Linked DNA regions of Sus scrofa: region 2 is linked to region 1. Evidence: chromatin contacts called from public Hi-C data. All regions are on one chromosome and are shown on one strand. Each heading gives the region's core, a stretch centred on a gene start, on an enhancer-like site or on the middle of the called end of the contact. The rest is flanking DNA. Distances are from core to core; before and after follow the strand shown. Region 1 has its middle 490 kb from the start of SPRY1. Region 2 has its middle 340 kb from the start of SPRY1.

Evidence for each region. Hi-C and Micro-C count contacts between places; a contact is called where the count stands out from the background.
Region 2: a contact with region 1 is called in a Hi-C map of retroperitoneal adipose tissue, with 2.3 times the contacts expected there. The contact joins two enhancer-like sites. A contact is called at or near these places in 2 of 47 Hi-C or Micro-C datasets (heart right ventricle and retroperitoneal adipose tissue) and 1 of 2 datasets of contacts at active chromatin or transcription factors (skeletal muscle).

The regions. Positions count from the first base shown.
Region 1 is chr8:100,371,083-100,374,617 of Sscrofa11.1, reverse strand. No RefSeq gene overlaps it. Among named protein-coding and RNA genes, the nearest start is that of SPRY1, 490 kb to the left of the region's middle. Within about 2 kb of position 1,952, at least 9 of the 83 cell types and tissues checked have an H3K27ac peak or open chromatin away from gene starts, as enhancers often do. A contact at or near this core is called in retroperitoneal adipose tissue, where this site is marked.
Region 2 is chr8:100,523,665-100,527,199 of Sscrofa11.1, reverse strand. It overlaps a transcript of SPRY1 not described here. Among named protein-coding and RNA genes, the nearest start is that of SPRY1, 340 kb to the left of the region's middle. Within about 2 kb of position 1,944, at least 32 of the 83 cell types and tissues checked have an H3K27ac peak or open chromatin away from gene starts, as enhancers often do. A contact at or near this core is called in retroperitoneal adipose tissue, where this site is marked.

The DNA.
Region 1 (3,535 bases), core at 703-3,202:
CTTTACGACAAGATACTGGTGTTAGATACATGTGCCCTCTGTTCGAGGAGCCCAGAAACTTCATTTGTGTCAAACAGGGTACAGTACCAAATACCTGGTCATATAATCAGAAAATATTTTTCTACATTTCCACTAATGTTCTTTAGTCTCTGGGGCTGAAGTGGTCAAGATTTTGTTACAAGGCACTATAAGAATAATGGCTCTGGTACAGCAGTCTTCCTCTAAGAAGAAAATAGCTGCGTTTGTTATTTTAAAATCTGCATTGGCCAAAATAATTTCTGCTTAAAACCATAATGATGAAGCTGGGAAGTATGAAATTTTCAATATCCCCACCAAAATCGGTTTGCAATCTTGTTTTGAATTTGATATATCTTATTATGATGAAATTCTTAATGGTTTTAATTTATTTGGCTTATGATTTTAATTATACATTCATTTTTATAACAGCTTGCAACTGTTTAGAATTTCATCACGATGGCAAGCAAGAATATGTGTATCCCTTAATAACATTTGTTTGTTATTTTTAATAACTTCTTGAAACTCTTAATCAGAAAGGAGTTATAGAACAAAGAACTCCAACAATGACCATAACATGAGGAACTGATTTTGCACTCTGCAAATACGCTGAAGGATGAGACCAGCAAAAACAGGGTGGTGCTTCAATAGACGCCCTTCTCTAAAAACAACAGCTGGATGTGCCTGTTGCTACCAGAGGGGGAGGGTAAGGATGGAAGAAACATATTTTTTCAGTGTTGGAAAGTTTTCAGTGAAATCATGATGTCACCAGGATATGTTTTGTCTGTGACTATAATTTGCATAAGTTCCTTCCCATGAAACTATGAAAAATACAAAGGAATGTCTTATGGTACATTTTGTGTCTAGGGTGCCAATACTTTTAAGAGTCCATGAAGAAGATATCATGTATGAAGAATTTGGTTTGTAAATTCTTTCCTATTCTCAAAGGAAGAATAAGAAAGAAAAGAAACAGGACTTGCAAATGCTACAACTTCACATTATACTCATAGAAGGACTGGGATTGTTTTGCATTCCTAATCATTGACTAATATTTTAACTTTGTACTACATACTCTGGAGGAGAGGATCCTCATTTTCTTTCATATTTATGTCTTAAGATATCTACTCATTTTTTTATTCTTCCTGTTATAATTACTTCAGACATTTTATCAAATTCCTGTCTTTGAAAGATTTTAATCATCAAACAAAACGTATTTAGAACACATTTTTAGAGATATTTTGATATCAAGTTAAGGAGTATCTTGATGCAGAGCAGAGATATTCAAGTACCAAATAAATGTCTGGAAATCAACAGCCATTGAGCTTTAAGTGTTCTATACAGGAATTTGAGCACTATGTGCACGATTCAAATTGGCTCATCAGTCCCTATATAAATTCCAGGATATAAATAACATGATGGGAAGAAGGGTGGAGGCAGGAGAAATGGGTAAGTTAGAGATGGATATGACAGATCCCTCAATACTTTTGTAAATTTAATATTGAAAATATTTAGTTTTACATTTATTGATGCCCTTATTTTCTAGTTATGACTGAAAGGTATTTGAGCAAATACTCCCACTGAAAACAAGTAACAAGTTATATATATACATATATATATATGTTTATATATATATATAAATACACACATGCACACACATATATATTTACATCATTACAAAATCAAATAATCAAAAACATAAGAAGACTTCTCAGGACAACTTCTAGCCAAAAGCAAGAACCTAGAGCAGTAAGACAATGACTGAAGCCACTTTTATCCTTGAAGGCCTTTGCTGAATGAGGCAAACTTGACCTTCAGTTTTGAGGTCTGTACTGGGACATAAAGGGCTAAATTCAAGGCTCAGTATCTGCCTAGAGTGGAGAGTCAGGGGCAGTCCAGTCCTCAAGTGGAAGCAGCCAAAAGTTGTATCCTCTGAATAAGAATGAAGAGGAATTAAGCTATCCCCTTTCCTGTTTACTCCCAGAAGAATTCAAAGAAATGTGCCTAAACCCTGAGCCAAACTAGAGGGAAACCTTCCTGAGAAGTTGTAACCATGCATCATCTCTATCATGGATCTGCAGCACCAGTTAATACTACCGGTATTATCATACACAGCTGAAACTGAATTTAACTTTAAATGATTCTTTAATCATTAAAATGATTGGTAGTATTCTCCATTACTTGGTAGGAACAATACTGAATACTTTCTGGAAGAATCTACTTTCATCTCAGACTTAAAAATTGTCAAAAATTTTCAAAAAGAAAAGCATCCATATAATCAAAAATGAGCAAATATACATGGAAAAAAATTCACATGAGCAGAACAAATGGAAAAAACAGACAATACAAAGATATTTACAAAACAATCAAACAAAAACAACCCTCCTATCTTTGAAGCAAATATGAGGAAAAAAAAGACCTCTGAGTCTTACTCTCCTTGTACTCTCTGGCAGAATATAATCATAGTATTGCTCCTTTCCATCACATTGTTTAGTCATTTCTTGATTTACAAAGATCCCCCAGTCCTGAAAGAATAAAACTGACTAAGGGACTCATTATTTTCTCCTTGAGGAATATAGTGGGACAAAAAGAGGTATGAGGAGCCTTTTGAATTTATAACACAGGAATTCAACTGTGAACTTGTAACTATTAGATTGAACCACATAAAATGCCATTTTTCTATGGTCAGCAACTATCCAATGTACATCAGTAATCTCATAAGGTTTAGTCTAAAGAAAAGTACCTAAACCTTGAGCCAAGCTAGAGCGAAACCTTCCTGAGAAGTTGTAGTTGAGTAAGCTGCTGTTTCAAAGAGACCTTAAATACAGGAGAATCAAATACTATCATTTTAATTCTCTCACAAGTAAGTCAAGATGTGTTCAGCCTGTGGTTGGTGGAGTGACTCTTTTATTCTCAACATGCCTTTCAAGTTTGCTTTAATTTTCCCCACTTCTTAGCCATGAAGCAGAGAGAAAGATGAGGTCCAGGGTAGGTATCTTTCTTCAAAAGAGATAACACAGAAGTTGAGCTCATCTCATTTGCTTAAATTCCAACAGCCTGAAATTAGTCAAACATGACCACCTTTAATTTTAAAGTTCATGTTCTCAGGAATTCTCTCATCCTGTGTTCTTCTTTCTTGAAGTTTCTGTTCTGGTTAATGTTTGTTTGGTTATAATCCTTTGTCTAGTAATTGCTGCCAACAGAGCACACCTTTTTTTATGTTTCTGATCCTTGCATTTCTTTCTTTTTCTTTTTTTTGGACACGTAAATGATCGATTCCCTTCTTAATTCCTATGTAGTAGAGGAGAAGTTCAATGCTAAATGTCTTTGTTTTTTTTTTTCCTTGCAAATAACCACTTCTTCTGTTTGGAGGCTTATTAAGATGCCTCCTTGGAATTCAGGAATTTTTATCAGGATATATGTATTAACATGTGTTTCCTGATAAGCTCTTCCAGTCTGGAAATTCAAGTCTTTGCTTGAGAAAATTTTAAATGTTTCTGGTTTAATGATCTCCTTTCCCAGC
Region 2 (3,535 bases), core at 695-3,194, 150 kb before region 1:
ACTAGTTAAGGCCCTTGGGATGAATTATAATGGGTTTAGGGTGGGCTCTGTATCTAATGACGAATGTCCTTTGAAAAGAGGAGAGATACACAGACACAGAGAAGTCGGGCATATGAAGATGGAGGCAGAGACTGAAGTTACACTGTTACAATCAAGGAACACCTGTACTCACGGGAGACTGAAAGAGGGGAGGCAAGCTCCTCCTCTAGGGTCTTCAGAATCCAGGACCCTGCTGACACCTGATTTGTGACCTTCAGCCTCTAGAATCATGTGAGGAGAGATTTCTGTTGTATTAAGCCATCCAGTTAGTGGTCATTTGTTATGGCAGCCCTAGGAAACGAATGCAAAGGGTAGTTAGGAGAAGGGGGTGTGGTGCTGGTGTCCACTGGGGGATTTCCAGCAGGAGTTTACAAGCAGGTAGAGTCATAGATACATGATGAGAGCTAGGCTCGTGTATTGCCTGATGGTCATGAAGAGGCATGGGGATTTCAGTGCTATGAAGAGGTTATGTGACATCTAGACAAGAGAGTCAGGATGACAAGTGCTCTCTTTCCATTCAGACAACTAATCCCTAAGCATTTCTACCTTTTGCTGACTGTCCATAAGTGCTCTACACAAGAAATGTCCCTCTCTCCTCAGTCTTGCCTAGTCACTCACTTGCCTAAATCACTGTATGAATTTCCCTCTGTGAAACTGACATGGAAGGCACACTCCTCCTTTTAGCCCTTCCTGTCACTGGTGTGGAGTGTTGCATGTGTTAGTGTATGTGTGTGAGTGCGTATATGTGTGTGTATAGAGTAATATCTTCCCAATTTTCCATTCTTAGGTATTAAAGGATAGAAGCAGAATCTGTCTCTGGTTTTCTTTTCTGGTAGAAAACTCCTGAAGTTATTTTCAAGGGCAACGCCCAAGGCATATGGAAGTTCCCAGGCTACGAGTCGAATCAGAACTGCAGCTGCTGGCCTACGCTGTAGCCACAGCAAAGCCAGATCCAAGCCACATCTGTGACCTATACCTCAGCTCTTGGCAACACAGGATCCTTAACCCACTGAGCGAGGCCAGGGATCGAACCTGTATCATAGTCGGATTTGTTACCATTAAGCCACAATAGGGAATCTTGGTGTTCTTTTCCCTGGCCAGCTGTGCTCCTGGTAGCTGCCAGTGCATTTTCCTCCACCAGAGCACTGTCTTTCTTTAATGTGCTGTTTCTAATCCATTGTGGCCTGGGAATCCAAATAACCCAGCTTGTTAGAATTGATCTTAATATAAGAGTAAATGCCCCCAAGCAAGCATCTGTGTCCCCCAGTGAGTTTCTTTGGGAATCTATTCTTCAAGTTAGGTGTTAGTTTTTGTGCATGGATAGCCCCAGTAATTTTTTTCTCCACTTCTGAACACTTAAATAGATCCAGCTGGCTGATGAGGTGCTTGACAGCATCCAGCCCATTCTCAGTAGGAATTGTTTTCTCCCCTTTACATTGTTTTTCATGCCCTCAGTAGGAATTGTTTTTCCCCCTTTACCTTATTTTCCGTGCCCTAAGTTATTTTTAAATATGTTATGCGTGGTTTTGTTTCATTTTAGGATATTGATGAGATATTATTAACTGGAGAACTAATTCCTTACTTTTAAAGCCTCCATCTTGGGGGGGGTTACCTTGGCCAAACTATGGATAATGATAATGTGCAGTTTGTTTTGGGCTGTTTAAGAGTTTGTGTTATTAATGACTGACACACAGCCACCATGTGTGTCAAAGCCAGGGTTAGCTAGAAAGGAAAAACTGTATGAGAATAACCTGATTGTGCCAAGAGGTCATATTTTAAACATACACTCAGCCCTCCGGAACCGTGATTTCCACATCTGTAGTCGGCCAACCAGAATCTGTGGAGATGGAGCCCACTGCTACAGCATTTTATGTAAGGGACTTGGGCATCTGCAGAGGTCCTGGAACCAATCTGCCCATGGGTGTGGAGGCCAACTGAACTGTCCTTAGCAGCAGCAGAAGTCATGGGAGAGGAGCCGGTGTTTCCTAGGATGCATTGTTTATAAGTCAGGTTGCAGAATGTTTTTAAATCGTGGGATGACATTTAAGTCAAAATGATAAGAGTAGGAATTTTGACGTCAGAATCAGTGAGGTATTTGGATAATCATCATTTGATTTTAGAAATGTTTTGAAGTGGACCCCGTTTCTCCTATGTCCTTTCCCCATCATCCTACGCTTCTCAACAGCATGAAGTGCAAACTCTCGTTGTGAGAGTGAACGGTGAGGGGCAGAAAATGCATGTAAAAGTCCCCAAAGCTCAGTGTAAATAGTCACAGCCTTTAAAAATAACGCAGGTTTAAGAAAATGAGAGCCTCTATAAATCACTGGAAAGCTCGATGATGATTCTAACTGCAGATGGGCTTTTAAACAAGTGAGTTTGCTGCTGCTTCGCAACTCCCAATTGGATATTAAAAAAAAAAAGGCTCTTTCTCAATTTCCTGTTCTTGTGCCTTATTAAAATCATTCTGTTGCTCTGACCCCCGCCCCTGTTTCTTTCTTCTTTTCACATCTGTGTTTATTCGGGGAGGATGTTACCCACAGTTCCCGGCCATGAAGAATGCATGAAAGTCATGAGGATGAGATGGTGACCCAGCTACAGCGTGTGTGAAATGAGTGATGGGAAGAGAGAGAGAGAGGGAGAGAGCAAGCCGTGGTGCAGGGTTATGAGTTGTACAGTTATTTCTAGCTTTGAATTGTTTCCAAATCTCATACATTCACAGACAGCCTCGCCAAAGCCCACAGCTGTCATGCATTTTCAACAGATTCCACAGGGCCTAGATGAGGTTTGAAGGCATTCCTTTGCTCTTACACATTAGCTAAAAGGAATTACCGTAACATCTGATATTGTGGAAGTGGGATATTTGCCATCCTGACCTTGCCCAAAGCCGTCCGGAAATAGGGGTCCAAGAATGTATTATCTCATGCAGCCTCTAAAGGTCACTGGGGGCCCCTCAGAGGTTTTCCAACAAAACCCGAGCACCCAACATGCTCTGCATTTGGAGGAACTGTGCTGTTTTGTATGGACACGGTGGGCAGACACGTGTTCCCACTGCTATTTGGATGTTTGTCATAGGAAAGGCATGTTCCACTGGAGAAATTCCCAGCTGTCAGTAATGCACTGATACACCACAGCCAAATCATCTGAGGACGAGCCAAGTAAACAGGATGTTCACAATGTGTGTTATTGCATGTGTATGTAGCAAAACTTCTGCCCATTTCACAGCCTCATAATGGGATTGACACGCATTGCTTAATCTGCATCTGTCTGTTTAGGGTAGAAACACATAAACACCAATGAAACAATGTGTTAGAAAGCCCTTTCTTTGGCTATATGGGCTGTTGATATGACGGGATGAAATCTGTATAAATTGGGAATGAAGGAATGAATGTCATGAGTTTACTTCCTGGGAAGTGACTTCAAGTCATCCAAATGCAGATTAGAGGAAATGATCAGATCATCAGTGGCTATTGTGAGTTAACAAAGGGGACTGAGTCTC